Linked DNA regions of Mus musculus: all the other regions are linked to region 2. A link is a contact called in public Hi-C and HiChIP or PLAC-seq data. All regions are on one chromosome and are shown on one strand. The core of a region is the stretch at or near the end of the contact, and the rest is flanking DNA. Distances in the headings are between cores, read along the strand shown. Region 1 overlaps Zfp831 (zinc finger protein 831). Region 2 holds the start of Gnas (GNAS (guanine nucleotide binding protein, alpha stimulating) complex locus). Region 3 has its middle 10 kb from the start of Gm30143. Region 4 has its middle 65 kb from the start of Gm30017. Region 5 overlaps Edn3 (endothelin 3). Region 6 has its middle 12 kb from the start of Edn3.

Region 1 (4,254 bases), core at 1,215-3,714, 380 kb after region 2:
AATTCTAACTAAGGTGTTAGCAGAAATCTGAGACACAAAATGTCCGAAACAGCGAGTCTTCTGGAGGAGACAGGTGATCCGCCACCAACCTTAGGTGACAGAATCCCAAGGAGAAGGGGCTTTGCTGTTCAGTCCTTTAAGCCCCCTAATGATGTCATGGGAAAGGTTTGATTCTGATGCTAATGGCCCTTTGCCACCTGCCTAACCTTTTCCTAATCCCTTTGCATCAAGAGGGGTTAGGTGTCCACATCTGGCTGGGAGCTGAGAGCAAGGTTGTTTTGATGGAAGTTGTTTTTGCCATAGCATCTGCTCTCACGCTCTGCTTTGCCTTGGACTCAGCGCACCTGAGACGCTGAAGCCGCTGTCCTCGGTCTCCCAGCTTCCTGTGAAGCGGGGGTGTTATAGAAACCAGTAATTTCATTTGTGGACTTAGAATTCATTTGTTTTTAAGTCGAGGGACATCTGTCTCTTTTTGCCCCAGGCCTTCATCTGTAAAATGGAGTATGGCTAGTGTCTAATCTGGCTTCTGTCTAGAAAGTCCTGACTCATTCCAAGGGGAGGGGGGCGTTGCTGAGAGGCCCACATCACAGGATCCTCTAGGTCCAACAGGGAGCGAGGTCTTGGCAGAGAGCTGTTACAAAATGACAGTACTCTGTAGCGTGTGACCAGGGTAGCAAACAGTAGGGGGCGCTACCGTTTTCACCCCACATCTAGAGAAGATGTCTTTAGGCCACAGGAGTGAGCCAGAAGTTGTGGAGTCTCATTCCGCTGCCAGGGACTGGGTCCCTAGTGCGACACAGAGAAGGCTAGGGTATTTATGCTTCATGTACATCTCTGATGGATGTTCCAGAGGGAGCTCAAAAAGTCACTGGTGCTCTGCTTAAGGTCCCCAACCTCCAGACAAGGTTCCCCTCTCCTGTTGGCCTTCACCTCAACCTTGGATGCTGGCAGGGAGCTCAGAGAATCAGCTCCAACAACAAGCAGCTTCCTGCTTCCGCATTTGAGGGTTTCCGCCAAATGTTTTTCCTCACCTGAGTTTCGATATGGCCTTTGGGGTCAGAGGTGGCTGCCAAGGTTACCCACCTCCCCATCCTCACTGGCAGGGAGTCGTGCCCAAGTTCATAGTGGATGAAAAGATAGGTTCCTAGATAGCCCCCTCTCTGCTAAAACTCTTAAAATGTTGTTTGTTTGTTTGTTTTTAACTTTCAGTTTTGTTTTGTTTTTTGTTTTTTTTGTCCCAGCCCAAAGGCATTAGCTTTTGATGGCTACGAGGCACCTGACATGCTGGAGACGGACAAAGCCACCTCTGAGCACGAACATTTGAAATTATTAAGTGTTCATTAAAGCACCCCCGGGCGCACAGTGCTCTTAGGGATGTTAGCGTCTCAATTTTCTATAATTTCCTTATTTTTCTCTTCTAGCTAAAGGCAGATGAAAAACGAACTCGGTGCATTTGAGTCTCTGAATCATAGTTAATGTGCGACGCCCCCTCCCTTAACTGCGCTGTTTCCCTCTGCCTCCTCCAGTCTCCTTCCCTATCAATTGGATAAACTTCTTAATCCGTTTAACCCCTACTCTGACTGCCACTCGGGAAATGCATGCAAAGACCCCCGACCAGCTCTCTCTACACCCTGACTCGCTTTGGGCAGGGGTCTGCGGGCTGGGAGCTGTAGAAAAATCGAGAAGACTGCAGCACTGCATCCCCGGCGCCGGCAGGAACTCGGGGGCAGCTGTCTGGCAGGTGGCTGCAGGCTGGGGTGCAGAGCAGACCCTACGCAGCCACCCACGACCCCCAGCCCCATCGCTAGGCTTCCGGGGGGACTAGGGAGCTGCGGCTGTGCATGGACTGTTCTGGAAAAACACCAAGCTCCAATCCCCCTCCCATCCGCCCTCCTGTGACTCTGGTCTTACATGAGCAGAGAGGGAACAACAGCTAAAAGCTGTTTTTCTCTTTCCCTTTCTTTTTATTTTTTTGACAACAACCTCACATAACCTCAAAAAGTTACCCATGAATTTACCAAAAACTTTTTATGAAACTACTTTAACCTCTGGTGGGGGTTAAAAACAAGCTCTGTGGATTTATTATCCGGGGGAAAAAAAAAAAAGCGAAGCATGACTCTGTATTTGCTGGAAAATCGTCTACCAAGCTTCAACGGCGCCCCCTACAGCTGCCTGCGAGGAATAGCCAGCGCCGACTGCAGCAGGAGCTGCAGGCTGCCCAGGACCTGGCAGGACCTGATCCCCGGCGGGTGATTGGACCCCCTCCACTGCACCCCGGGTCTGCTCCGAACCCGGACACCTTGCTGGGTCTTAGTTTATATTTTTTGAAGTTCAAATGGCTAAACCAGGAGCAGGCTAATCGCCAGCAGGGTTTGTACTGCCAGCCTCGGCTGGACCCCTGCAGAGCAGGCGAAGCTTACAGTCTGAGCACGCAGGCGACCCTTGCTTGTTTGTTCCTTTTTGCTGCTTTCACGTAAATGCCACCCAGATGTACTGAAGGAAGAATGATGACCCCCAGAGGAATAAGGACAGGAGTATAGGCAGGGGCCTCGTAGGAGGCTGAGACCCAGAGAAGCTGAGCATTGCAGAGAGCAGGGTGAGAGATGGGAAAAGAGAAGACCGGGGGATGGGGTGAGGGTCCCTGTGAGAAGGAACGTGGATATGGTCAGCAACCACCCTCCCAACTTCAAAACACCCCAGCTCTCCCTCAGAACCGTGTTTTTAGGAAGCACATGGAAGGAAAGAAAGAAAGAAAAAGAAAAAGAAAAAAAAAGCCGTTCAGAAAAACAAATGTAAATCAGAGACAGAGGAGCGGGCGCTGCAGCCTGCCCAGAAGAGGCAGTAGCATGCGGCACTCAGATTCTCTGGTCCCTCACACCTGAGTCCTGCTGCTAAGGACTGAGCTTTGCTTCAGAACTGAGAGAGAAAGAAAGAGGGAGGGAGGGAGGGAGGGAGGGAGGAAGGAAGGAAGGAAGGAAGGAAGGAAGGAAGGAAGGAAGGAAGGAAGGAAGGAAGGACAAAACCCAACAAAACAAAACAAAACAAAACAAAACAAAACAAAACAAAACAAATGCAAAAACCAAACTATCATCCGGGTAATCTTAGCTCCTATACAGGGAGAAAGCCAGCTCTGGTCTCTATGAGAAAAATCTAGAATTTGACAGTAAATAGATCTTCCAGTGTTTACATGATGGTAATTCAAACTCTCTCTCTCTCTCTCTCTCTCTCTCTCTCTCTCTCTGTCTCTGTCTCTGTCTCTCTCTCTCTGTCTCTCTCTCTCTCTGTCTCTCTCTCTGTCTCTCTCTCTCTCTCACACACACACACACACACACTACTGTCAGAGATCTTTATTAAGGGGGGGGGGGCTCACTGCCGTTTCTCTTTGTCATCTAACACCCACACATTCAGCATCTGGCTTAGGAGAGCCAAATGCCAAACGCAGTTTGTCTGTATCCTCTTTTGGGACTCACCGGTTGGATTTGAGGGGAAAATTCCTTTTCTTTCTCCCTTCTGGTCCTGGAGACTATAGGAAGACAGCTGCTTCTCCACACCCCCAACTCCCTAGAAGTCCCGTGGGGAATGTGGTGGCACTTGGGGGAGGTGGGCTTTCTATTCTTATCCCAGAAAGGTCTGTACCCGTCCCCTCCTGATAGGTATGTGTCCTTTCTTCCCAGCTTCTCACTGAACCGGGTCCATTTCGAGTTTGTCACTTGCATCCAAAGTTACATTTGTGATTTGGGGGCATCTTTCCCAAGATGGAATTTCTGGGTATCCCGTATCTCCCAAACCCCCTTGCCCTGACCCAGCCTAGGCTTCTTCCTGCCCTTCTGACGGTAGAGCCTGGTGTTCTGATGCCTCTAGTGGTGGACTCCAGTATAGCACCCTGTTGCTTTAGCAGAACACACGGGCATTCCTACTTTGTCCACTAGCTATTTCCTGGGGAGCTGTTGTGGCTTCTAATCGTACCTTTCCTGTTTTCTCTCTCCACGAAAGATCTGGCTACATAGCCCAGGCTGCCTCAAACGTACGGAACTCCTCCTGCATCATAGTTGCCACCCACCAGGCTTTACCCATTGTTTCTGAAAGGGCAATCTAAAATCCCGTTGTGTCTTCCTTGTATCCTAAAACGTTGAACGTTGCAGTGGAGACCATAGAGAACCAAAGACATGTCTGCATCTACCTCTGCTAAAGTGGGTTAAATAGACTATGCTTTTGACTCTCACAAGCTCACACGTTCATGGCTCAAGTGAGAAA
Region 2 (4,765 bases), core at 138-2,637:
GAGTCTCGGCAGCTGTTGCCACCATGGCACGGTTGGTCGGTGGGTTAAGTGCATTTCAGGTTTTCTAGTCTGCGAGACCACCCTAAATGGGCCATCAACTACACCCCAAATCTCCTTTTGCCTTTACCCAGAAGACAGAAGTACAAGACCTGAGCTAGGTGGGGGGTCTTCCGGTAAGCCTTAAGCCCCCTCCCCTATTTGCACGAAAGCGGCAAACATGAATAACTCCTAAGGGGGCTTTGCTTGATTTTCTGCAGTGCACTGCTGAGACCTTTATTTCTACTGCATCACCGTCCATATAAACAGAGCAAGCCCTGACTACAACACACTATACCACTGTTGAGAGCTCCGAGGTGTAATGGGGATGGGGGACATTGAAGGGATTTGCTGGAGCCATCCCCAACAAACAGCAAACATAAACATTAAAAAAAGAAAAAAAAAGGAAAAAAAAGAAATAAAGAAAAGTACCCTAGAGCATTTACGAAACAAATTGCGTGTTTACATTCGGCACTTCCTCACCCTGTCTCTACCCTTCCGGTGGGCTCACGACCACCTGTCGCATTTGTGTGTGTGTGTGCCTCTACCCCTTTCCTTGTATCCTAAAGCCTCCATTTCCTGACTTGGAGATGAGTATGGGTAATTGCCTGAGTGTGGGGTCCTTAGATAAGGAATTTACCGCATACTGGGGTAATCTGGGGTGATAAAGCCCTCCTGCAGTCCCTCCTCCCCTCGAGAAGAATCAGATGGGGAGGGAGGCTTTCAGCGTCTGTACTCTAACAGACCAATGCCCACGTCTTGCGTCACGTGTCCCAGCAACGCAAGAGAGCTCGCTCGCTCTCTGGCCAGGGAAAAAGCGAGCTAGAGAGACTCGGAATCAGTCCGGGAGAGGAGAGGACGGAGCCGAACGTCCCTACAAGGCCTCCGCTCATCAGCCCCCTTACCCAAAGTCGGGAGCAGCCGGCACCGGGAGCCAGCTCCCGGAGCCGGCTCAGCACTGAGACCTGCGTCCTCTGGCGGCAGAGAAAGAGTTCTATTTACGATTTTCGAGACGAATCGGCACGCTCTTAAATGCCAAGAAGGCGGAGCTAAAGTACAGCAAAGTACGAAGAGAGAACAGAAAAGTTCCTAAAGTTGTTGGCCGACCACAGCCCGAAGGGGTAAGTGTAACTAGGAAGGTGACAGACTTCACCAGCAAGAGATGACTCACTTCAGCCATGGTCCTGGGTTCTAGCCCCTGATTATCTATCCTTACAAAGTTTGGAAACTGAGGCTGGAGAACTTTCCAACAAAAATTTGAATTTTTTAAAAAAAAATTTTTTTTCACCCTAGTTTGGCTGGGTGCTCCGTCTTACGGGGCCCCAAATTTATTTTGAAAAGTCGCCACCGTGTTATGGGCATGTTCAACTGCCTCCACGGCAATAATATGTCAGGACAACACGATATCCCCCCTGAAGTCGGGGAGCAGCCCGAGCAAGAACCTTTGGAAGCCCCAGGGGCAGCTGCCCCCGGTGCTGGGGCTGGCCCAGCCGAAGAAATGGCGACCGAACCGGACTCCGAACCGTCTAACAATGAGCCCGTCCCCGACGAGACTGGCAGTGAGATCAGTGGACCCCCAGAAGACTCCAAATCTGACATCCAAAGCCCCTGCCAGGCCTTCGAGGAAGTCCGAGTGGGTGGAGACTACAGCCCACCTCCGGAGGAAGCCATGCCATTCGAGACACAACAGCCCAGCCTGGGAGATTTCTGGCCCACCCTGGAGCAGCCAGGACCATCTGGGACCCCATCAGGCCTCCAAGCCTTCAACCCAGCGATTTTGGAGCCCGGGACCCCCACTGGCGCGAGCCCAGGCCTGGGAGCCTATACCCCCCCACCAGAAGAAGCTATGCCATTTGAGTTCAACGAGCCTGCCCAGGGAGACCATAGCCAGCCTCCCTTGCAAGTCCCAGACCTTGCGCCAGGAGGTCCGGAAGCATTGGTCCCCAGAGCTCTTCCCGCGGAGCCCGGGAACATCAGATTTGAAAACGCTGGCTTCCGAGAAGACTACAGCCCTCCCCCTGAAGAATCTGTGCCATTTCAGGTCGGTGGAGAAGAATTCGGGGGCGATAGCCCACCCCCAGGACTCCCGCGAGTCATCCCACAAATCGGCATTGGCGGCGAGTTCCCGACAGTCGCGGTCCCGAGTGCGCTCTGCCTCGCTCCCGCCGAGAACGCGCCTCCCCTCTGGGTCCGAGGCGCCATTGACAGACCATTCCGCGAGGCTGTCAGATCTCCTCCTAACTTCGCATGCGACAGCCCCCCGATGGAGATCACCAGACCCCTGCTTGAGATTGGCAGAGCCTCCATTGGGGTCGACGACGACACCGCTGTCAATATGGACAGCCCCCCAATCGCAAGTGATGGCCCGCCCATCGAAGTCTCGGGAGCCCCAGATAAGAGCGAGTGCGCAGAGAGACCCCCAGTTGAGCGAGAAGCAGCCGAGATGGAAGGAAGCCCTACCACCGCCACTGCGGTGGAAGGAAAAGTCCCCTCTCCGGAGAGAGGGGACGGATCTTCCACCCAGCCTGAAGCAATGGATGCCAAGCCAGCCCCTGCTGCCCAAGCCGTCTCTACCGGATCTGATGCTGGAGCTCCTACGGATTCCGCGATGCTCACAGATAGCCAGAGCGATGCCGGAGAAGACGGGACAGCCCCAGGAACGCCTTCAGATCTCCAGTCGGATCCTGAAGAACTCGAAGAAGCCCCAGCTGTCCGCGCCGATCCTGACGGAGGGGCAGCCCCAGTCGCCCCAGCCACTCCTGCCGAGTCCGAGTCTGAAGGCAGCAGAGATCCAGCCGCCGAGCCAGCCTCCGAGGCAGTCCCTGCCACCACGGCCGAGTCTGCCTCCGGGGCAGCCCCTGTCACCCAGGTGGAGCCCGCAGCCGCGGCAGTCTCTGCCACCCTGGCGGAGCCTGCCGCCCGGGCAGCCCCTATCACCCCCAAGGAGCCCACTACCCGGGCAGTCCCCTCTGCTAGAGCCCATCCGGCCGCTGGAGCAGTCCCTGGCGCCCCAGCAATGTCAGCCTCTGCTAGGGCAGCTGCCGCTAGGGCAGCCTATGCAGGTCCACTGGTCTGGGGAGCCAGGTCACTCTCAGCTACTCCCGCCGCTCGGGCATCCCTTCCTGCCCGCGCAGCAGCTGCCGCCCGGGCAGCCTCTGCTGCCCGCGCAGTCGCTGCTGGCCGGTCAGCCTCTGCCGCCCCCAGCAGGGCCCATCTTAGACCCCCCAGCCCCGAGATCCAGGTTGCTGACCCGCCTACTCCGCGGCCTCCTCCGCGGCCGACTGCCTGGCCTGACAAGTACGAGCGGGGCCGAAGCTGCTGCAGGTACGAGGCATCGTCTGGCATCTGCGAGATCGAGTCCTCCAGTGATGAGTCGGAAGAAGGGGCCACCGGCTGCTTCCAGTGGCTTCTGCGGCGAAACCGCCGCCCTGGCCTGCCCCGGAGCCACACGGTCGGGAGCAACCCAGTCCGCAACTTCTTCACCCGAGCCTTCGGAAGCTGCTTCGGTCTATCCGAGTGTACCCGATCACGATCCCTCAGCCCCGGGAAGGCCAAGGATCCTATGGAGGAGAGGCGCAAACAGATGCGCAAAGAAGCCATTGAGATGCGAGAGCAGAAGCGCGCAGATAAGAAACGCAGCAAGCTCATCGACAAGCAACTGGAGGAGGAGAAGATGGACTACATGTGTACACACCGCCTGCTGCTTCTAGGTAATGCGGCAGCTTCTGCCCCTGGGCAGTAGGGCCGCCCGGGCCGCCCGGGGAGGGGGTGGCAGGGCCTTCCGGTGGGGCTTGGGCCTTGCCCGCGGGAGGAGGGGGTCCGGAAACCCTGTTAGAAGTTCCAGGGAGGGACCCCCAACTCTGCCCTGGGGTGGGAGAGGGGCCTTTTGGAGAGTTCGGGTGGCCGAACTATATGCCCTCCAGGGAGAAAAGTGGTGCCGAGCGACACTGAGGGTCGTTACCGGCCGGAGGCCAGCGCCAGCGCCAGCGATCGTAGGCTGGACAGGCGGGGGCGTGAGGTGAGCCCAGAACTGCTGGGGTGGGCCCTTCGGGGCTCCCCCGGCTCGATTGTTCGTGACCGCGGTGGGCTAGGGCCATCCGGGTGCGCGCCCCCGCCTCGCCTGGCACGGCTGCTTCGACTCAGACAGCTTGTTGTTGGTGTGTGTTGGTGTCCATTTTCTGTGTTCGCCTGTGCATGACATGCTCAGTGTGTCCCAGTATCCATCCCAGGCACTTTCAACGTACCCGCCGATTTTATATTTGTACTCTAAAATAGGTTACCTTGTGATTTGCGCCATGGCGCGGCCAAAACTTTCCGTGCTGGTACACTCTGTAATAACCTGTGTGCAGACTCTCTGCAGCGAGCAGAGGGAAAACGCGCAGGCAACGGTGGCGTGGCATCCTGGGTAATCTGCTGGGCCGATGACTGGGGGGAGTGGGGCCTGCCGCCGCGGGCCTCCATAACCTTTTCCCGGTATGTCTCTCTCTCTCTTTTCCCCTTTGCGCTAAGCATATCCTCACTTCTCAATACGTATGTCAAACCCTCCCGCCTTAACGGTTGAAAAACCAGACACTCAGGGCTTTGGGGTTGTTCAAAACATGTGTATTTTGTATTCTGTGCACATGCACACACATACTGGATCCACCTGTGGGGGGGGGGGAGTAGAGCAGGAGGAAGGTTTGGGGGGGGTACCTTAGCCCTGCTGGCAAGGCCACATTCAAAACACACA
Region 3 (4,746 bases), core at 669-3,168, 290 kb before region 2:
CCCCTTTTTGCCAACTCCTGTCAAATATGCCCTTAGCTTAAGACAAAGCAAAAGATAAAACTAAACCCCAATTTCAAATGCAAACTCAGATCGACATCCACCCTGGTCCCATCCTCCATGGAGAGGAAGTGACCCTGTGTGGCTCAGTCACAGCCCTTCTGTGCTCCTTTCCTGATGCCTGAAGCAAGCCAGTCCCAAAGCAGGGCTACTTCAGGCCTGGGTGTTCAGTACCCTGCTACTTTCTTCCTAGCTTGTCTGTAACATGGCTGCCTTCAGCTCTTGATCTTCTCTAACACCAGCACTGGACCCTCTTTTAAAGTACATGCTGGCTACATCAGGCCTGCACCTACTTTTTGGAATAAAGTTGTATTGGCACACATACCCAACATGTCTACTCATTTACATATGTTTTGAGGTTGGTTTATGCTACAGGGGCAGCTGAGTAGTTCTCCACGGACTCTCTGGTTGCAAAGCCAAAGGGTTTTACTACCTGACGCTGGACAGAATAAGTGGGTCACTGTTGTGTTGCTGCGTTCACTTGCTCCATGTCTCAGACAGTTGAACAAAGTCCCAAGGCTGTGAGCGCTCCAGAGTAGCAAGTCAGCGGAGTTTCAGTCCACAGTGAGTTTGCTCTCTAGTTCTAAGATGTGTTTGGGGGTGTATGGCACACACAGAAGAGGGAATGGAGAACCTGGGTCAAAAACAGTCTGCTGTGAGAGCCCCCAAATAGCCATGCAGCTGAGAGAGCCCCCAAATAGCCATGCAGCTGAGATCTAGGAAGAGGGCTGTAGAGGCTGTAGACCAATTGGCACTGATTAACAAAGTCAGCTGAGGAGGAAGGAAGTCTTGCATATATCCTTGAGAGAAAGCTCTCTCTGTGTGTGTGTGTGTGTGTGTGTGTGTGTGTGTGTGTGTGTGTGTGTGTGTTTGTATGTGTATGTTTGTGTGTGTGTGTGTGTGTGCTTGTATGTGTATGTTTGTGTATGTATGTGTATGTGTGTGTTTGCGTGTGTGTATGGGGGGGGGTCATCCTTATAACCAAGCACATACCTAGGGAGGGGCTAGAAGATTCACTTCTTACCTCATCTTCTAATTTGCCCTTCTGTACTAACAGGATAGACCTAGACATATGATCACCCAGAATAAAGGCCCAGCTTACCTTGCAGCTACATGGGGTGGTATGTAGATTTGGGCCATAGTGGTAGGAAACACAATGTGAGCAGGAGAAGTGGCAAGAGCCCTCATGTTCCTTTATTCCCTCTGCAATGGTAGGGCTCGGAGCAGCCATTTTGTATGGTGAACTAGAAGCCTGCATTGGCTACAGAAGAGTGAAGTGATGGTGTTGGTTGGGGTTGGGGTGGGCAGGGAACAGGGTCTCTGAAGACTATGTAGATGGCACAGCTGCCTGCGAAGTGAGAACCATGATTCCCGTGTTACTAAGACCTTGCTGACTTTGGGTAGGTTGTAACAGCCAAATCTGTAATGTGAGAAACCCATAAAGCCCTTGACATAAACATACACCCTAAATAAAGACAGTGTTGCTATGTATGAAACACCACTTGGAAATCCTGTGGCCTTCTCCTGCCAGCAGGCAGCACCATCACACACACACACACACACACACACCCTGCACACAGACATACATGAAGAGCTCTTTTCCCACTGTACCAGGCTCCTGCTTCCATCAGGGCTGGGACGGAAGAGGGACTGACCGAGGGAAAAATGGCAGAACTCATTTAGAGGAGAGTGGAGATTGCTAGCCCTTCAAAGCCTCCAACCTTCACCTCTGCCTCCTTCTTCCTCACAGATGGGACCAATATGTAAGGAACCCCAGGTCAGTCCCCATGAGAGGGGCCACTGACAGCAAGAGCCTGGAAAAGACTGCAGATAGGCATACCAGGATGTCAGCAGAATAATTCACGAGGCTCCTCTGGCCCCTGTGGAGAGGGCGTGGGGCGGGGCTGCCTCTCAATGATCTCAGCCTCCCTCCCAGCCTTTCCCAGAAAATCACAGGAGCGCTGCCAGCGAGGGGCCTGCGGCCGAGGCCCCTCCAATGCAATCAGCCGTAATAACTTAATAGCCTGAAGTTGGGGGCTCCTTCTGCAGCCCAGCTCCTTCGCCCTCAGCAGCCTTGCTCATCTGAGGAGCCTCCCTCCCAGCCTGCCCTCCCCATGCCAATTAGTTCCCTCTCTCAGGGATGTGTCTGCGGCCTGCCTCTCTGCTTCACTCACACTAGTATCCTAGCGCAGACTAGAATGCTAACATAGGAAAGGTTATGCTAACCCACATCCAGTTGTACCCAGAGCAATGAGAGAAGGTGCCTCAGTGAGCCAGGAAGGCCGCCACCGGGGAGGGGATTCAATATGCAGTATTTCATGTTGGATTAAGTGTACTGTGCAGTTGAACACAGGGGCTGGAGCTGGGAAACAAATGTTCAGATGTCTTCGTGGGTGACCTCCAAGCTTCCACGGGCCCCTCACTCCTCTCATAATTCAAACTTGTTGGCTTGGAGATGCAGCTTGGAATTCTATGATCTGTTCACAGCTCTCCCCAGCAGCCAGGGTTCCGCTCTGGAGCCCGCACACTGACACATTGGGAATGGAAGCCCACGTTTCCATTTGGCCGGGCAGAGAACCATGTCTGAGCTCATCTTCCCAGGAGCTCTGTCTCCTAGCAAGGGGAGGAGGGGAAGGGATCTGCCCCGTGTCAAGCACATAAAGACCATTACTTTAGAGAGAGCTTGCTCTTCAGGGGACAAGGGTCTTTCTTTTTCTATGCATGTTTCTCTCCTCCCCCCCCCCAATCCTGTCTGTCTTTCTCAGGCTCACTTACTCTCTCTCTCTTGTACATATGTGTATGTGTGCATATGTGTATATTGTGTATATATGTGTATATATATAATGTGTTTGTTTGTGTTTTATAGGCCAGAGAACAACCTTGGGTACCATCTTCAGAAACAGGGTCTCAGGCTGGAGCTTAACCAGAAACCAGTTAAGCTAGACTGATGGCCAGTAAGCCCCGCCCCCCCCCCATACCCTCCTGCCTTCACCTCCCCAGCACTGAAGTTACAACTGTGTACTATCATGCCTGGCACTTTACAAACAGAACCACCCTCCCAGCCCAAAGAGATCGCCCAGCCTTTGGCAGCCTACATACACATTCATTCATTCATTCATTCATTCAAACAACAAAGTCTCTGATCAACTCTGTCTAATGGAATTCTTAGAAGCATTTAAAACTTATATTCGGAAATAAAAGTCTGTGCCCCAACCCAGGCATGGAGACCCTCCTCATAGACCCCAGCATCCCAAACCCAGGAGATATGCTGGAAGTGACAGAAGCCATTTCTGAACTTGGGGCTTCTGTTTTGTTCTTTGTGTGACCTCTCTCACAGGCTCACTCTGATGAAACCGAGAGGCCCAAGTGGTAAGGAGTGGCTGTCTGTCAATAGACCCTCCAGGGTCTTTCTCCTCTTTCCTCTTCCCTGACCCAAGGGTTTAGGATGAGGCCTGAGAACGCCCCCTGACCAACAGGTCTTGGGGTGACCTATTGGGGACTGTTCTGAGCACCCTGTCTCTAGGCAGTCTGGTCCCCTATTCAATGTCCCAGCAGGACATGAGCGGTGATGAAGAGGTCGTTTCTCCTGTGCTGTGTCTTGCCCTCAGTTCTCACAGCTGGCCCTGTCCTTCTTTGTCAAGCAGGAAAAACAAGCAGATGACCTAGTTCTTGCCCTGAGAGCTCAGAGCCTGCTGTGCCTCCTGGGAAGCCAGCAGTCAGGAGAAAGCTAGGCAGAACCCCAGGCTAAAGCTTCAACAGTCAATGGGGCCCAGCTGGGTGCAGAAAGCGCTGGTGGCTTCTCTATTCTTTCAAACCCTACCTCTGAGGCCACCTGAGGACTGTTATGTCTATGACTGGTCCAAATTCAGTCTTCACAGAACAAAAATGTCTGGTTTCTGGGGCATCTTCCAGATGTAGGAAGCAAAGACCTTTAAGATACCACCATGAGATGGACTTTTAGCCAGGTGTGGAGGTACAAGTCTATGATCCCAGCAGTGGGGAAACTGAGGGACAAGAGTGGCTAGTTTAAGGTCAGCTTGGGCTAGGAAATGGCCATCCCCTATCTCAAAAGCAAACGGTTTATTGTAAACCAATTCATGACACCTAAATTATGGAACCAACACAAACACTCAGCAACAGAGGGAAGCATAAAGAAAATTGTGCTCTGTGTACAACTCGACGTTTTTCCCCAGTCAGGAGACATGACAGAAGAATGAAGTTCTGTCATTTACAGGAAAATAGTTGCAGCCGGCAATGATCATGTCAAGCAAATTAAGCCAGTCCCAGAAAGACAAATTTCATGTTTTTTCTCATCTGTGAATCCTAGAGTTTCTAGACAGATAAAGCCACATACGTACATAGGTCATGGAAATAGGTGTGACCCCAGAGAGTGAGACCCAGAGGGCTAGTGGAGGAGAAAAAAGAGGACAGAGGGCATGGGGGAACAAGCTCAACGTACATTATACACTTGCTTGAAGATGGCCTTACTTAGCCCTGTATAATAAAATAAACTTTCAAAGGAAAAATGGGCTTTTTAGCCGGGGAGACGTGGGGTTTGGTTGGGGCCTCAGCAATCGCCCTCGAGCACAGCAATCTTGTCATGCTTGGGGTACTACCCCAGCAATCCATCCTCAGAGCCCCCACTCCTCCCTCCTCCCCTTCGCCCCTCCCTCCCTCCCTCCTTCTCTT
Region 4 (4,449 bases), core at 442-2,941, 360 kb before region 2:
ATGGCCCCCTCCCAGGTATCCCTTGGAGTGCCCTTCAAAAAACAACAGAGGGCACAGCCTGTGAGTGTGCTAGTGTCGTTGCCAGCCTGTGCCCTATGATGTGAGCAGGCAAGCAGGCAGGCAGACGTGGACTTGAGCAGTTCAGCTCATTGTGGGGTATGGGGTAAGACACATGAGAACACTGACCTTGCAGCATGATGAGACTGCTAGAGACTTGGTATTGACTCCTTTGGACTCAGTAGGCTTTATAATCTGTGCTCACTGGAATTCCAAACCATGTCAAGTATTGGAGGCCCCCTGTGTTATTTGTATGAGAAACAGGGTCCCACATGGAACCCCCCCCCCCTTTTTTTAAAGACAGGTTGTCAAATAGCCCAGGTTGGCCTCTAAATCACTGTGTGGAGAAGACGACCTTGAACTTCTGATCCTCCTGTCTCCACCTTCTGAGGTTATAGATGTGGGCTACCAGGCCTGCTTCATGCACTGCTGGGGTCTTACGATGCTAGGAAAGCACTAAGCTACACCCTCGAGTCCGGAAGGGCATCTGGAGGATGCCTACTTAAGCTTGTCCCATGCCCCTCCTTAGCTTGTGGGATCCCCTAACACATCAAACAAATTAAAACGAGGCCGCACTTTAAGGAAAATTTGTTTTCAGTAAAGATATTTAAGAGAACTTTAATGATTTCTCTTTTTAAATGATCTGGCTGTGGGTAATTTATGATAGTCTCAATTACCTGTGATTTACCCCACAACCAATAGGCATCTTCAGATTCCCCGTGCCTGTTTTCTCAAATGTAATGAAACTTTATGATTCCTCTATCAGGAAGGAAGGCTGCGTGCCAAGGAGACGGCTCTGCTGCTCTTGGCAGGCGTTTAATGAAGCATGTGTTAATTTTGATTTTGCAGCTTTCTTGTCGAATAGCAGAGCCGATCACTTCACTTCACGTTGAACACAATTGCATGGACGCCAGAAAAACACACGCCCGAGACCCTGAAGGGGAGCCTTTCTTTACCACCAGGTCCTGGGGGGTGGGGGTGGGGGCATTCCAGAAGCTGCAGGGCCATCTCAGTGCTGCAGGGAGGGCTGGCTGTCAGTTGGAACAGCATCTAGTTTCCTCTTTCTTAGTTTTTATAGCGGTAAAAATTAAGTCTCAACATCTGGAGCCCCACATGTGTGATGTGCAAACACCCAGCTCCAGTGCGCACGGCCTTCATTCCTTATTTCTTGATTAATTTATTGGGCATCGCCACTTTGCTTCTCTGTTACAGCAAAGAAGCTTAATTGCTTGGAGGAGAAAGGGTGGGGGTCAGGGGGGGGAACAATGAGAAATTAAGCATAATTGGGTGACATTTCCTGACAGATTCTAACACAGGGCCCCAAATGAGAGTCCCACTCCCTTATGCCTAGCACAGGTCTCTTTTCTTCACAACCTGAGGCCACTGGCCTCCCAGACTTGTATGGTAATATCTGGAGACATAAAAGGGAAGAGGCAATTAAAGATGGACACGTGCAGCTTCAGGGCTGACGTTATCGATGGCTTTGTGATCAATAGCGCTATTTTTATTTGGATTGCTGGGTGAGAATGAGCCATGGCCACAAAATTTAGAGAGCCCTACAGAGGCTCTGTAAACGTGCCGTAACTCGGTGTCAGGCCGGAATCACGGCTGATTTAAAGGCTGGGGGCGTCGGAGCGAGGAGGGGTTTCCATCACTGTATGCCCAGGAGAGGAGCTGCATCTGCCGGCTTCCAGGCCCCAGGTGGAGCAGAGCTGCTGTTTATAACAGAATTTGGCCGTGGGTGAATTTTAATCTTGGGAGCCACTGATTGCTTTAGGGCTGAGCTGGGAGAGTCGGGCCTAGCTGGCCTTTGTTCCCAGAGCACTACCAAGGACTGCAACAGCCCCTGCACCCTGGGTTTTGCTACTTCTGTTGTTTCCTGTTATTTATCTTGAGTGGATACAATGTATTTTGGTCATGTTCACCCCTTGCCCTGTCTTATCCATTCCCTGTGCTCTCTGTACACTTCCGGTTTCTTCGCAACGCCCCCAACCCCACTTCCGTGTCTACTTTTCTCCCCTTTCTGTGTCCTGCTGAGTTGAATCAGGATGTCTGCATGAGCGTAGCAAAGGGGATTACTGGGGTATGGACAATTTACCAGTCGCTATCTTGCTGAAGAAAAATGGCCTCTCCTCCACCAGCAGCCATCAGTTGCCCCATAGTTCCTTGACTAGGAGTGCTCCACACGTGTCCCCCCTCCAACACTAATGTCCTAATGTTCTCGTGGGAGAGGTCTGAAAGGGAAGACACAATAGCTAGGAGCTCTGGATAGCTGTCCTCTCTAGGGAAGCCGCCTTCTATTAATGTCATATTTCCTGGGCGCTAATGACAGAAAGAGGCACAGTGTATGTGAGCTAGACCCCCCCCCCCCTCCAGCTTCTACACTCTGCTCTTGACTCTGGCTTTTGCGTTAGCTCTGGTCAGCCAATACATTCATTGCTTCCTATACACCGAAAGTAAAGTCTATATGGAGAGGAACTGCCAGCGTATAAACACCAGGTCCCAGACTTATGGTTAATAAATAATACATAACTGGAAGACTGATATCTACTTAACCAACGTTTCATATAGACTGCCTTGTGGGATACTATTTCAGATACACTGGGTTTCATTAAATATATGAGTAAAATTACTTTTCTGTTTTTACTTTATGGTTTTTGCCTTTGCTATTTTAAAAAGGTGTTAAAAATTTAAAATACAATATGTGTAGGGTTTTTTTTTTTTCATTTTTGTTATAAGGCACAGGTCTACAGGAATAAAGGAGGAACAGGGATGTAAGACAAAGTGTTTCAGGTCAACCAGCATGCTAGTGGCAGGTCCTTTTGGGCGCTAACAACATGACCACCCAAAATGGGCATCTCTGTGTGGATCCTGTCTCGTATTGGTGCTATATCAGCAGACTCTGGCCGAATTCTTAATCCAGCTCTGTGTCCCTGTCTTAGTCACCAAAGGCTTGTATGGCTTTCCCAGGGGATGATATTCTTGGTTTGGTACTCTGGCACACTGTGGTTGATATGGGAGAGGCACGGCAGCCTCCTTCCTAATGCTTATTTAATTATATTTAATTAGGAATCTTGTCATCTTTTTGCCTGCAATTGGTCTCCCGAGACCATCTGCTGCAAAGAGTTTTGAAAAATCTAAACTTTATTTCTTGCCATCGATCTGTGTCGCTAATGGGTTTGAGGAGAAATGATGTCATCTGTCCTTTGAGCTTGGAGCAGCGGGCCAGAAGAGAAGCTGTGTAAAGGTGGCTGAGCCTGCAAGACTGCTCTTTGGAGAGCTGGGTGGTTCACCTCCTTGTTCAGGGGCTTGACCAGAGTGCAACTGGGGTCAAGGGACCCTAAAACCCGCCTTGGCCCAGTGTGAAGTCATTGATCAGCACTGAATACATAGGATTCTGAGTTGGCTGAGGGGCTGTGTGTGTAGTCTGGAGGGTGGCCAGTGGATTTAATACTGGATCTTCTCCTCCTGGGTTGCTGAGTTCTCATAGGGTTAGATGGAGGGCAGAGACCTTCCTCCACGGCCACTGATAGGGCCCCTTGTTGGAAGACTTGGACAAGCCTGACAACAAGAGAGCCATTACTTTTGCAGGATCAGCTCCCAGCTGAGCAGTTCCAGGAGCCCCCTGTCTGCTGCCCCCGCTCCAACCTTTGAGCATTTGATATGCACAGCTGGTTCATGGAAATAGACCACAGCCTGGGCATTTGAGGCCCTGACTGCCCTCCTGGCAGAGGAAAGCCTGCCCCAACCCACCAAGCATGTGTTTATTATTTGCAAAGCAAGTCTCATTATAGCCGCCATCTTCCCTCCCTGAGCTGCTGAGAGATTCCAACAGTGTCAGAGAGAGCCCTGCAAATACATTAGGTAAACAGGCGCACAGTGTTTAAATGCACACCATTACCATAATCGTTTTGAATTGCAGGCGTATATCTCCTCTTCTCAATTAGATGTGAGGTCTTCAGCGACAGGCACGGTGGCTGAACCCCTCTTGGTATTCCCTCCACAGCCAGGATGGCACTGAACATATGGACGCTGTTCAATAAATATTTACTGAATTTCACTTTGGTTCTAAATTACCCTAAAAAACACAAGCTGGAGCAGCCCGAAGTTCTCTCAAGGAGAAGACTGTAAAGAGATGGCTCAGCTGGGCTCTGTGGTGGTTGTGGGGAAATGGCTGTTGCCTGGACGAACAGGGGAATGAAGGAAGACCTCTTGGAGTTTACTTTACTCTTAGCCTCCTGGCTTTGACAGTAGTCATGAAGCCTGCCACTGTGACACACTGACTTCTCTCTGGTCCTCCGGGACATGCTTTCGGCGTCGTCTGGCTATGGCTTTGATTTCTATTAAGTAGTCAAACATAATAGAAAATTGTCAGCAGAAAGATGGCGCCTG
Region 5 (4,138 bases), core at 951-3,450, 480 kb after region 2:
TGGGTCTCATAGGAATGGCAAAACAGTTACCTGCCCTTTGCATAGATCTGAAGGCTGAGCTTATCAACCCTACCTTGGCCTCTACTTCTGTAACCAAGTGATTCCTGTTACATCATTTCTTCTCCATAGAAGTGGGTGTGCCACATGAGCAGTTCCCCACCCCCACCACTCCCAGCTCATTTTGTTATTATTTTAATACCAATCTCATTTTGTGTTTACTGTGTGTGTGTGTGTGTGTGTGTCATTTTCTTTGGTTTTTGGTATGTGCAATCCTGAGGGCTTCCTGAAACCAAGCTGGGCTTATTTGTCACTCTGTCTGCCAGTCAGAAGTCATTATCTATGATTCAGCCGCACGTCTGCAATGGGACGGTAATTTGCGTTCATAATGATAGCCTGGAGGTGGCTTCAGTTCCTGCAGGGAATGATCAAGGGAAGATTAATCCAAGCCCTGCATACAGGAGCTTCCCAAATCCATAAGATGGCTTCTAGTTGTCTAGAGAAAATGGAAGGAAACAGAGAGGCTGAGGTAGCAGCTTGCCTCAGAGAGCATTTGCCAGACCCCAGCTGGTCCCTACCCAGACTCTTCTTCATTCTTTGCCCACTTTATCACTTTTTGGTACCCTCTAGTCAAACTCACGTGGGTGAGAACAGACTATGATTAAAGCTATGCGTCCCTTGTTATCATTTATTAATTTACACATGCGTTCGTTTAGCCGAGATCAGTCACACACCAGCTACATGTTGGATCCTCACTATTCCTGATGTATAGGGGAAGATGCAATAGGTCTTCTTTAGTTTATTTATTGATGGAAGCAGACAGCAGACAAACATACAACACAAACTGAGGCAAGCAAAGGAAATCTGGACAGTAGACCAAGGATAGAAAGAGCTGGGGTGCTGTTGTTTATCATTGGGTAGACAAGGAGCCATCTGTGACCTTGGCACAAAGACCTGTGGGAGGAAAAAACGTGAGCTATGTGGATGCAGGAGGGAGAGGTGTTTCAGACAGGGGTATAGGAGGGAGGCTAAGAATGGCCATCAAAGGCTCCGTGTGCCAAGAAAACACATGATAGCTTCCTCCCACAATGCTGCTGTTCGGATTGTTCTGTCACATGACCAAAAGATGAGACTGAGGTGCTGGAGAGACATTCAACTGTAAATGCTTGTTCTACAAGCAGGAGAATGAGTGTGATCCCCAGCACCCCCACAAAAAGCTGGGTGTGGTGGTCTGGTCTGTGCCTTTGACCCCAAGGCTGGGATGGCAGCAAAGAAGTACCTTGAGGCTCTCTGGACACCTAGCCCAGCCTAAATAAACAGCCCCAGGCCCTCAGGCTTGACACTATTTTTTTTTTTAACAAAAAATGGCCACTAATCCTGAGGAATGATACCTGGAGTTGCTCTCTGACCTTCACAGGTGTGTGTGTGTGTGTGTGTGTGTGTGTGTAAGCATGTCTGCCACCTCTCCCCGATATCCACACACCCACCGCCATCTGTCAAGATAGCTTTCCAGCACCTTTTAATTCACTTAAAGTTCTTAGAAGACACTTCCTGCCAGAGCAGAGTATTTAACTCATCCGGCATCCCTTGCTGCTTAGATGGGAGTTAGTAATGGCCAGAGGCACACTCACAGAGAGGCAGCTACTGCCATCCTTGGCTTGTGGTTATCAAAGAGTGAGCCAACTGCAGGCCTTCTGGTGGCCACTGCTGTAGCTGTAATCTCTTCCCCACCTTTGTGCTCAGCTTCTGAGCTTGCTGAGCCCTGATGAGGGAAGCTTCCAGGCCGGAGACAGCTAGAGGGGTGACCAGGGCCTCCTTTTCAAACTGGAAGAGCTGGTGTGGCAACATGACATCCTTCTTTTTCCTTTTGTTCTCTTTCCTTGAAATAGGTTGATGTCAAGGACAGATAAAGCCCACCGGCCTTAGCTGGATCTAACAGGCCACAACTGATGCTTCTTGCTTCCTGCAGTGGACTTCACCTGCTCTCCCTGCCTGCCCACTCTTCCAGGAAAGAGCCTTGGAGCTTGTGCATACAGAGTTTGAATTTCCACCTCTTTAGCGACAAGTTGGGAATTGGCCTGAGGCAAAAATGAAAGAATGACCCATCCAAAGAGCCCATGCTTACCTGTACACCCTTACCCCAAGAATGCCCAAGTCCAAAAGACCCCAGTTTCCCTAATGGGTAAAATGATCCCACATGTGCCCTGGGGGCCGGATGCCTGAGGCTCCAGTTTCACAAGGAAATTGTTTGAGAGGTATGTTAAGTCAGAAAGCTACTTACTGGCCTTGGCATGACTCCTCTTGGAGAGTAAGTGGACACCAGGCTGGCTCTTTACAAAAGTAAACACACATCCATCTCCTAGAAGATTCAGGACACCCATGTGGCCGGAGCAGGCCTTCTTCTGCAGCCTGCGTGGCCTGAGCAAGTTAGCGAGGCATCTGTGTGCTTGAGACCTGGATCCTAGCTGGGCAGTAGTCTATGAAATTGAATTTCATAGGACTTAGAAATCTTCCACTGTGCTTAATACTCATCAGAAGAGCAGCTCTCAAAAACAAGAAGGAAAAGAAAACAGGAGATCTAGATGTTCATGAGACAAAAAGAGAAATAAACAACAAGACTCCCCCCTCCCCCATATTCTTGATGGTTTTGAACTCTGGGGCACTCGGCAAAGAGCTGGGGGTTCTGCGATGGCCTCTGTGGCAGAGCTCCCAACCCTGCCTTGCAGTAAGCTGCCCTGAGGGGCAGCTTCAGCTCAAGGCTACTGGTCTGGATATCTGCTTTCATGAATAAATGTGGATCCTTGGGGAGTGGCTTCAAAATAAGCCCAAAAACACAAACTCTTTGTACATTATGTAAATTTCTGTTTGTCTATATAATTGGCAACAACTGGGAATTGTAACCTCTGTTCAAAATCTCTTTTAGCTGAGCTCTTTCTTCTGTGTCCGTGGTGAGTATGGGGGTGGGGGTGGGATCAGACTGTGAGTTCCCATGTAAACTCTACTCTGCAGGCCCAGCTGGGAGAGTCTGCCCACCTCCCCACCAGGCCTCATAGCAATGAGAACCTGTCTTTGGGCATGTTCCAAGGGCACCACGTGGAGACACTTTAGCTATTGTGTGAAGTGGAGCCTTAACCAGATGGTAAACTTCAGAGGACCGTCTCCTAAGTTATTACAGGTGTGAACGTGCCTGCTTATTGAGGGTGTGTGAGAGAGTGCTGGTTTGCTGGGGGGGAATGTACAGTTAAGAGAAGTAATTATTTATTGGGGAACTATTTTCTACGTAACTCCTTTATGGGATCTATTAAAAGTAAAGGCACTGTAGATAGATAGATAGACAGACAGAAAAATAGATTTTAAATTGTGTTCAAAAATCCAAACCCATATCTCTTAGTAGCTAGAAATTGTTTAAATCTCATAAGCACTATTTGGCACAGTGGCCAGATTGTATTTCAAAAACAAATCCACTCACTGTGAGAACACTCAGGAGATAAGTCAAATGCATAATAAAAGAAAATCTAAAAGTTTGCTCTGGCTTGCAGGCTTTTCCTTGCACACAGTTACACATTCACTCTTCACAGGCCTCTGGAGAGGACAGGACAGAGCCAGAGTTCTGGATGTAGGATTCATCTAGAGAGGAAAGTATAGACCAAGGCGGGTGGGCAGCTATTGGGAGGAGAGGAGTTTGGGGACCATTTGAGAAGATAAACATCAAAGTGTCTGGAAAAGAAGAAGGAGGTTTGGATGAAGTTGGTGACTTCCTTGGAATGCCTGCTCTTCTACACAACCTTTTCAGGGAGACAACCATGGGCCTATTGCTCAAAGCATCTGAGAATTATCTCCAGAAGTGATCACAGTAGCAAGGCCACACAGGACATAAAAGCAAATGGAAGGGAGGCTGTTTGATAAAAGAGGGAGAGGGGACAGGAGGGCAGAGGGAGGGCAGGAGAGGGCAAGGGGATGAACATTGTTAAAGTATTAATGCAAATGCCATTATAAAAGCATCACTTTGTATGATCCATGCTAATAAACTTTTAAAAAAGATTCTAAAGCATCTACAGCAGCGGTTTTCAACCTGTGGGTCACAACCCCTTTTAGGGAGGTGGTCACATATCAGATATCCATAGCAGATATTTTCATTATG
Region 6 (4,260 bases), core at 1,186-3,685, 450 kb after region 2:
CAGGGAGGAGCAAGCAAGGATGGAGACAGAGATTGCCATGGTCATGGAGCCCCAGAAACTGGACATGGCACAGGAAGTCTCTGCCCTAGAACCCTTGCTTTGAGTACAGCTATGGAGACCTTGGCTTTAGAACTTCCTTAAGGCACCAACTCTGTACAGGGATGCTCACAGGTTCCTTCCTCTCTTCCTTCTGCTAAGTCAGACTCCACCTGGCCAGGCTCTCCCCACTCCATTTCCTTTACAGAGAGCACTTTTGGCAGATATGTAAGTTATTGGTTCCTCCTTCTTTGGGATGAGCTCAAATGTCTACCAACAGGGAGGTCTTTGCAGACCATGCATAGATTAGTGGCCTCCCTCCATATTCCATGTTGCTTCACTCCATTCAGATCCTTTAAGGGACCTTAAGTTCATGTTTTCTTTCCATGTTATTTACCTTCCCGTTGCCTGTTTTCTCTCCATCATCTGCATGAGCACCCAGGGGGATGAAGCCTTGCTTTCTTGTGGAGTATATGAGGCCTGGTGAATGAGAGTCAGGGGCGGTGATTGTCCCTTCCCCTACATGGTTGTCACTCATGGCTACCTGCATTATGACTGTAAGTTTGTCAAGGTCACATAACATGTTGTTTGTTATTGGTCTGTTTGCTGGCTGGTTTCATGTCAGCTAGGCTATAGCCATCTAAGAGAAGGGAGCCTCAGTTAAGAAAATGTCCCCCAAAAGACCGAGTTATAGGCAAGCCTGTTAGGCATTTTCTTAATTTGTGGTCGAGGTGGAAGGGCTTAGTCCATTATGGATGGGATCATCCTTGGGCTGTGTGATCCTGGCGAGCAAGCCATGATGAGCAAGCCAGTCAGCAGCGCCCATCCATGGTCTTTGTGTCAGCCTCTGCCTCCAGGTTCCTGCCCTGCTTGAGTTCCTGCCCTGACTTTCTTCGATGATAAAAAGGGATGTGGTAACATAAGAAAGGAAACCCTTTCCTCCACAGTTTGCTTTTGAGAAACCTTTACTAAGAAATCCTGTCTATCTTCAGTCAGTTTTTCAGTTCTTCTTTCCAGGCACAGGGTCCCCCAAGGTCCAGATCACCTAATTCAGACTAACAAGAATGACCACCAACATCCATTTTGTCCATGTTGAGAGGCCATTGCCAGGCTCCTGTGCTGGTCACATATAAGAGGAGGTGACTGAGTTGAGTACCACCAGAAACAGACTGTCAAGTGCCACAGATGTTTGTGCAGGGTGTGAACCTGCTTTCAAGTTCTCTGAGGTCATGACTCACCTGCCTCTTATCTCTGGGATAAACCTAGGCTAGCCAGGGATGGGAGGGGCCTTCTGATTACCATAGAATCTAGCAGTTGGGTAGTCAATCTTACAAGGCAGTGCATCTGACTGGGGAGTCCCTGACATCCTTTGGTGGCGTTCCAAGTGACCAGAACAGTGCCTGTAATGAGTCAGTTCTAGATGGAAAAAGATTTCCCAAGCCCAGGAGAGTCCTGCAGGGTCTTCAAGGAGGCACTGGTTCACCTCAGGTGTCAGCATATCTTACCCATGAGCACTCTCATTCACATTTCAGATGTCAGCTCAGCTCTGCAAAATCATTTGATGAGAGCTACCAGTACTGACATGTGCTGTGGTCCTAAAGATGGCAACAGTGTATGCCTGACCCTCAGAGGTCCCTTCACATCTGAGGGCCATGGTAGGACAGGGAGATGTGACCACAGACACAGGGAAGGTGAGAAAACTCAGGAATCTGGCAGCAGACAGACCTAGCTCTGGCCCCAGCATCTCATTTCTTAGCTTTATGACCCAAGTCCAGCTACTTAATCTTTTAGTTGCTGTTTTTCTCTGATGGTGAGCACACTCAAGAACATCTGTTCTGTGTAGACTATAAAGGGAAATAATGAGTCCAGCAGTGGAATCTTCAACAACTTGCAAAACCTCCCTCCACTTTCACCCCTGGTCGGGGGATGAGAAATGCACCCTTTGCTACCTGCATTTCTCTTGGTAATCCTGCGATGGAGACCTCACCTCCCATGCCTGTTGGTGCTATAGCACAACACCTGGTTTGAGGTAGACTGCGTACAGGACCACATGTTCTTGAAGCAGATTCATTCCATCATAGTGTTGATGTTCTAATTAATTCTTAGATTCTGCAAAGGGATTGACTATCTCCCAGCCCCACAAGCTAGGACTGCTTTGGAGAGATGCCATCTCAGCCCATCACCTGCATCATCTGCTCAACACGGAGCTCTCTGTGAGCAGTGGTGGGTCCTTGGATGATGGGAACACTGGCTGTGGCAGCAATTTGCTAGGCGACAATGAGACACACCCCGGCAGCCTTTGGAACCAGCACCAAGCAGTCTGTGCTGACACACCCTCTCCTGGGACGTCCCTTTGACCTTCGACCAGAATGGAGGGCATTAGGCAGAGATCCTCAGGACTCAAATTCAGAGTTGTCCAAAGGCAACCCCACTAGGAAGTCCGTTTGTTAGAGCTGCTCTCCTATTGGCTGCCCGTATCTGCTTATTTGCATGCCTGGTGTTCCCTCTTCCTGTTTCTCTTTCCATTTTAGTACCTGGGCATGAGCTGGGCCCTTTTTTGCTTCTACAGAAGACATTAAATTGCTGGGGTCTAACCCTTTGGACTTATGTTTCCACTCGCTGTCATCTCTACCGGTGGACTTTCCCCAGGCTGATGTTGCCTTCCTGCTAAAGAGTAGTTCTTAGGAGGAAGGCTAAGTGTTTGCCAGATGAGCAAGTGCTACTGCCGAAGCTAGATAAACAAGGAACGCTGTTGAAGCTAAAGATTGCCACAGCACCATCGGCAGAGGCAGGAAGTCTTCGGAGATTAGTCTCAACACTGGCCCTGTAGCACAAGGGATGATGGTATCCATATGTGAAGTTATTCTGAGGAGCATATTATTACACACATGTCATTTCAGTTAAGTCCTTCCCAACAGCGTGGGGAGCCACCAAGGCATTGTTATTGCTACCATTTTCTTCCCGAGGAGGAAGCTAAGGCTTGCAGACCTGAGCCACATGTTCACCACCCGTCTTCAGAGCTGCACCTGAATGAACCCGAGCTGGGGTGCTGAAGCCTTCGCCCACAATGTATCGAAAAGCAGGTGGAAAGGGGCAGCTAAAACCTTAATCTGTTAGTACACAGTAATATCCAGTTAGATCGGCAACTGTCACGCCTTGGGCGCATGTATTTGATTTTATAATTTCCTTTTGTTTATAACACGTGAGACTGGTCTCCATTTAGGTAACTGACGTCATCTCTTTCTAAAGCAAACATTTTGAAGGGATTTTTTTTTCTTAAATCAAGTAAAAGACAAAAGCAGCATGAACCCAGGCTCAGGCAATCATTCAGTTACAGCATAACTCCAGATATGTAGAAGATTATAGAAGACAACCACGTCCTAAGACCCCTGAGGCATGGCGATGCCGCCACTGAATGCCTCCTTCACAGCTGGAGACCCTACTCCCTTCCAACTGTGTCTGTCTCCCATTGTTCTCCAGCAACTCTCTGTCTTTTCCTTTAGCTCCCTGGCAAGCCACAGAGACTGCCACACCTCTGCAAGCTGCTGAGTACCAAACACAAGGCTCTGGATCCTCTGATGACTGATGGGCTCATCCCTGGTGGGCCTAACTGTAGTCACGTGACCTTACCCTGATTTCCGCATCTGTCGTGAATCAATCATTTATTGACAGCATCGAGGAAAAGGCAAATGCCAGGCTTGGGACTTATCCCGGGAGCCACTGGCATCCTCTCCTTTTAAAGGCTTGGTTTGAGCCATGGTGGCCAGGGTAGAAGTATAAATGACCAGCCTACCAGGGGTTCTGGGTTCTGAGGGAGCTAGAGAAGGAACAGAAGGAAGAACCAGGGGTAAATATGACAGCAGCTTTGGAAAAAGGCACATCTAATGCCTTAACCCACTTTGTATCTTTAATCTCTTCTCTGGTGATGGCTCTGGTGATGGCCAACACGTGTATAGCACAGCAGGTAGAAGATACTCACACTTTAGTGTTTTCATAGACTAAAAGGATACAAAGACAGGGGTGTCTAGATGCATGTCTGTTTCAGGTAAGGCTTGATCTGGGTCCTCAACTTGTGCCTGTGAAGACCCAGGTCTCTCATCTCTCCTTTCTGTTGTTTATGGCATTCCATCACTTGCAACCCTAGGTCCCAGAAAAAGAGCAGTCTTCTCTTTTCTGAACATCCAGTTGATGCCTCCTGGTATGTCAGGACTCCAACTTAGGGAT

Evidence for each region. Hi-C and Micro-C count contacts between places; a contact is called where the count stands out from the background. HiChIP or PLAC-seq counts read pairs in DNA pulled down with a chosen protein or histone mark.
Region 1: an H3K4me3 HiChIP or PLAC-seq map of stem cell-derived neural progenitor cells shows a contact between it and region 2, with 56 read pairs. The contact joins the enhancer-like site here to the promoter of Gnas in region 2. A contact is called at or near these places in 12 of 39 promoter capture datasets (the 3T3-L1 cell line, the C10 cell line, cranial neural crest and 4 more), 10 of 15 datasets of contacts at CTCF or cohesin (the NIH/3T3 cell line, embryonic stem cells, hippocampal excitatory neurons and 4 more), 283 of 484 Hi-C or Micro-C datasets (the 3T3-L1 cell line, 3T3-L1-derived adipocytes, the 63-12 cell line and 137 more), 50 of 115 datasets of contacts at active chromatin or transcription factors (the HPC-7 cell line, the NIH/3T3 cell line, PVALB interneurons and 33 more) and 3 of 9 other capture datasets (bone marrow-derived macrophages, embryonic stem cells and embryonic tail).
Region 3: a Hi-C map of uterus shows a contact between it and region 2, with 6 times the contacts expected there. The contact joins the enhancer-like site here to the promoter of Gnas in region 2. A contact is called at or near these places in 7 of 39 promoter capture datasets (the 3T3-L1 cell line, embryonic stem cells, epiblast stem cells and 2 more), 3 of 484 Hi-C or Micro-C datasets (embryonic fibroblasts, embryonic stem cells and uterus), 6 of 115 datasets of contacts at active chromatin or transcription factors (embryonic limb bud and embryonic stem cells) and 2 of 9 other capture datasets (adipose tissue and embryonic stem cells).
Region 4: a Hi-C map of the N1E-115 cell line shows a contact between it and region 2, with 8 times the contacts expected there. The contact joins the enhancer-like site here to the promoter of Gnas in region 2. A contact is called at or near these places in 9 of 39 promoter capture datasets (the 3T3-L1 cell line, the HPC-7 cell line, embryonic stem cells and 5 more), 6 of 484 Hi-C or Micro-C datasets (the N1E-115 cell line, embryonic stem cells, nephron progenitors and 1 more), 3 of 115 datasets of contacts at active chromatin or transcription factors (embryonic forebrain, embryonic stem cells and stem cell-derived neural progenitor cells) and 1 of 9 other capture datasets (embryonic stem cells).
Region 5: an H3K4me3 HiChIP or PLAC-seq map of stem cell-derived neural progenitor cells shows a contact between it and region 2, with 17 read pairs. The contact joins the enhancer-like site here to the promoter of Gnas in region 2. A contact is called at or near these places in 3 of 39 promoter capture datasets (cranial neural crest, liver and pre-B cells), 1 of 15 datasets of contacts at CTCF or cohesin (embryonic stem cells), 5 of 484 Hi-C or Micro-C datasets (LSK cells, cerebellum, induced pluripotent stem cells and 2 more), 4 of 115 datasets of contacts at active chromatin or transcription factors (cardiomyocytes, embryonic stem cells and stem cell-derived neural progenitor cells) and 1 of 9 other capture datasets (embryonic stem cells).
Region 6: a contact with region 2 is called in an H3K4me3 HiChIP or PLAC-seq map of stem cell-derived neural progenitor cells, with 22 read pairs. The contact joins the enhancer-like site here to the promoter of Gnas in region 2. A contact is called at or near these places in 9 of 39 promoter capture datasets (the 3T3-L1 cell line, the HPC-7 cell line, cranial neural crest and 5 more), 1 of 15 datasets of contacts at CTCF or cohesin (large pre-B cells), 2 of 484 Hi-C or Micro-C datasets (both in cortical neurons), 5 of 115 datasets of contacts at active chromatin or transcription factors (T-cell acute lymphoblastic leukemia, embryonic hindbrain, embryonic stem cells and 2 more) and 1 of 9 other capture datasets (embryonic stem cells).

Annotation. Positions count from the first base shown.
Region 1 is chr2:174,672,002-174,676,255 of GRCm38.p6, forward strand. The region is part of intron 3 of Zfp831 (zinc finger protein 831); the gene reads left to right. Among named protein-coding and RNA genes, the nearest start is that of Zfp831, 31 kb to the left of the region's middle. Within about 2 kb of position 2,465, at least 147 of the 459 cell types and tissues checked have an H3K27ac peak or open chromatin away from gene starts, as enhancers often do. A contact at or near this core is called in B-cell progenitors, the HPC-7 cell line, the N1E-115 cell line and 45 more, where this site is marked.
Region 2 is chr2:174,296,472-174,301,236 of GRCm38.p6, forward strand. Gnas (GNAS (guanine nucleotide binding protein, alpha stimulating) complex locus) reads left to right here and starts at 1,388. Exons shown (of 12, transcript NM_010309.4): 1 at 1,388-3,746. The coding sequence starts at 1,391.
Region 3 is chr2:174,006,518-174,011,263 of GRCm38.p6, forward strand. No RefSeq gene overlaps it. Among named protein-coding and RNA genes, the nearest start is that of Gm30143, 10 kb to the right of the region's middle. Within about 2 kb of position 1,919, at least 57 of the 459 cell types and tissues checked have an H3K27ac peak or open chromatin away from gene starts, as enhancers often do. A contact at or near this core is called in uterus, where this site is marked.
Region 4 is chr2:173,936,865-173,941,313 of GRCm38.p6, forward strand. No RefSeq gene overlaps it. Among named protein-coding and RNA genes, the nearest start is that of Gm30017, 65 kb to the left of the region's middle. Within about 2 kb of position 1,692, at least 14 of the 459 cell types and tissues checked have an H3K27ac peak or open chromatin away from gene starts, as enhancers often do. A contact at or near this core is called in the N1E-115 cell line, where this site is marked.
Region 5 is chr2:174,779,996-174,784,133 of GRCm38.p6, forward strand. Edn3 (endothelin 3) reads left to right here. Exons shown (of 5, transcript NM_007903.5): 5 at 1,887-4,047. The coding sequence ends at 1,923. Among named protein-coding and RNA genes, the nearest start is that of Edn3, 21 kb to the left of the region's middle. Within about 2 kb of position 2,201, at least 13 of the 459 cell types and tissues checked have an H3K27ac peak or open chromatin away from gene starts, as enhancers often do. A contact at or near this core is called in muscle stem cells, where this site is marked.
Region 6 is chr2:174,746,111-174,750,370 of GRCm38.p6, forward strand. No RefSeq gene overlaps it. Among named protein-coding and RNA genes, the nearest start is that of Edn3, 12 kb to the right of the region's middle. Within about 2 kb of position 2,436, at least 29 of the 459 cell types and tissues checked have an H3K27ac peak or open chromatin away from gene starts, as enhancers often do.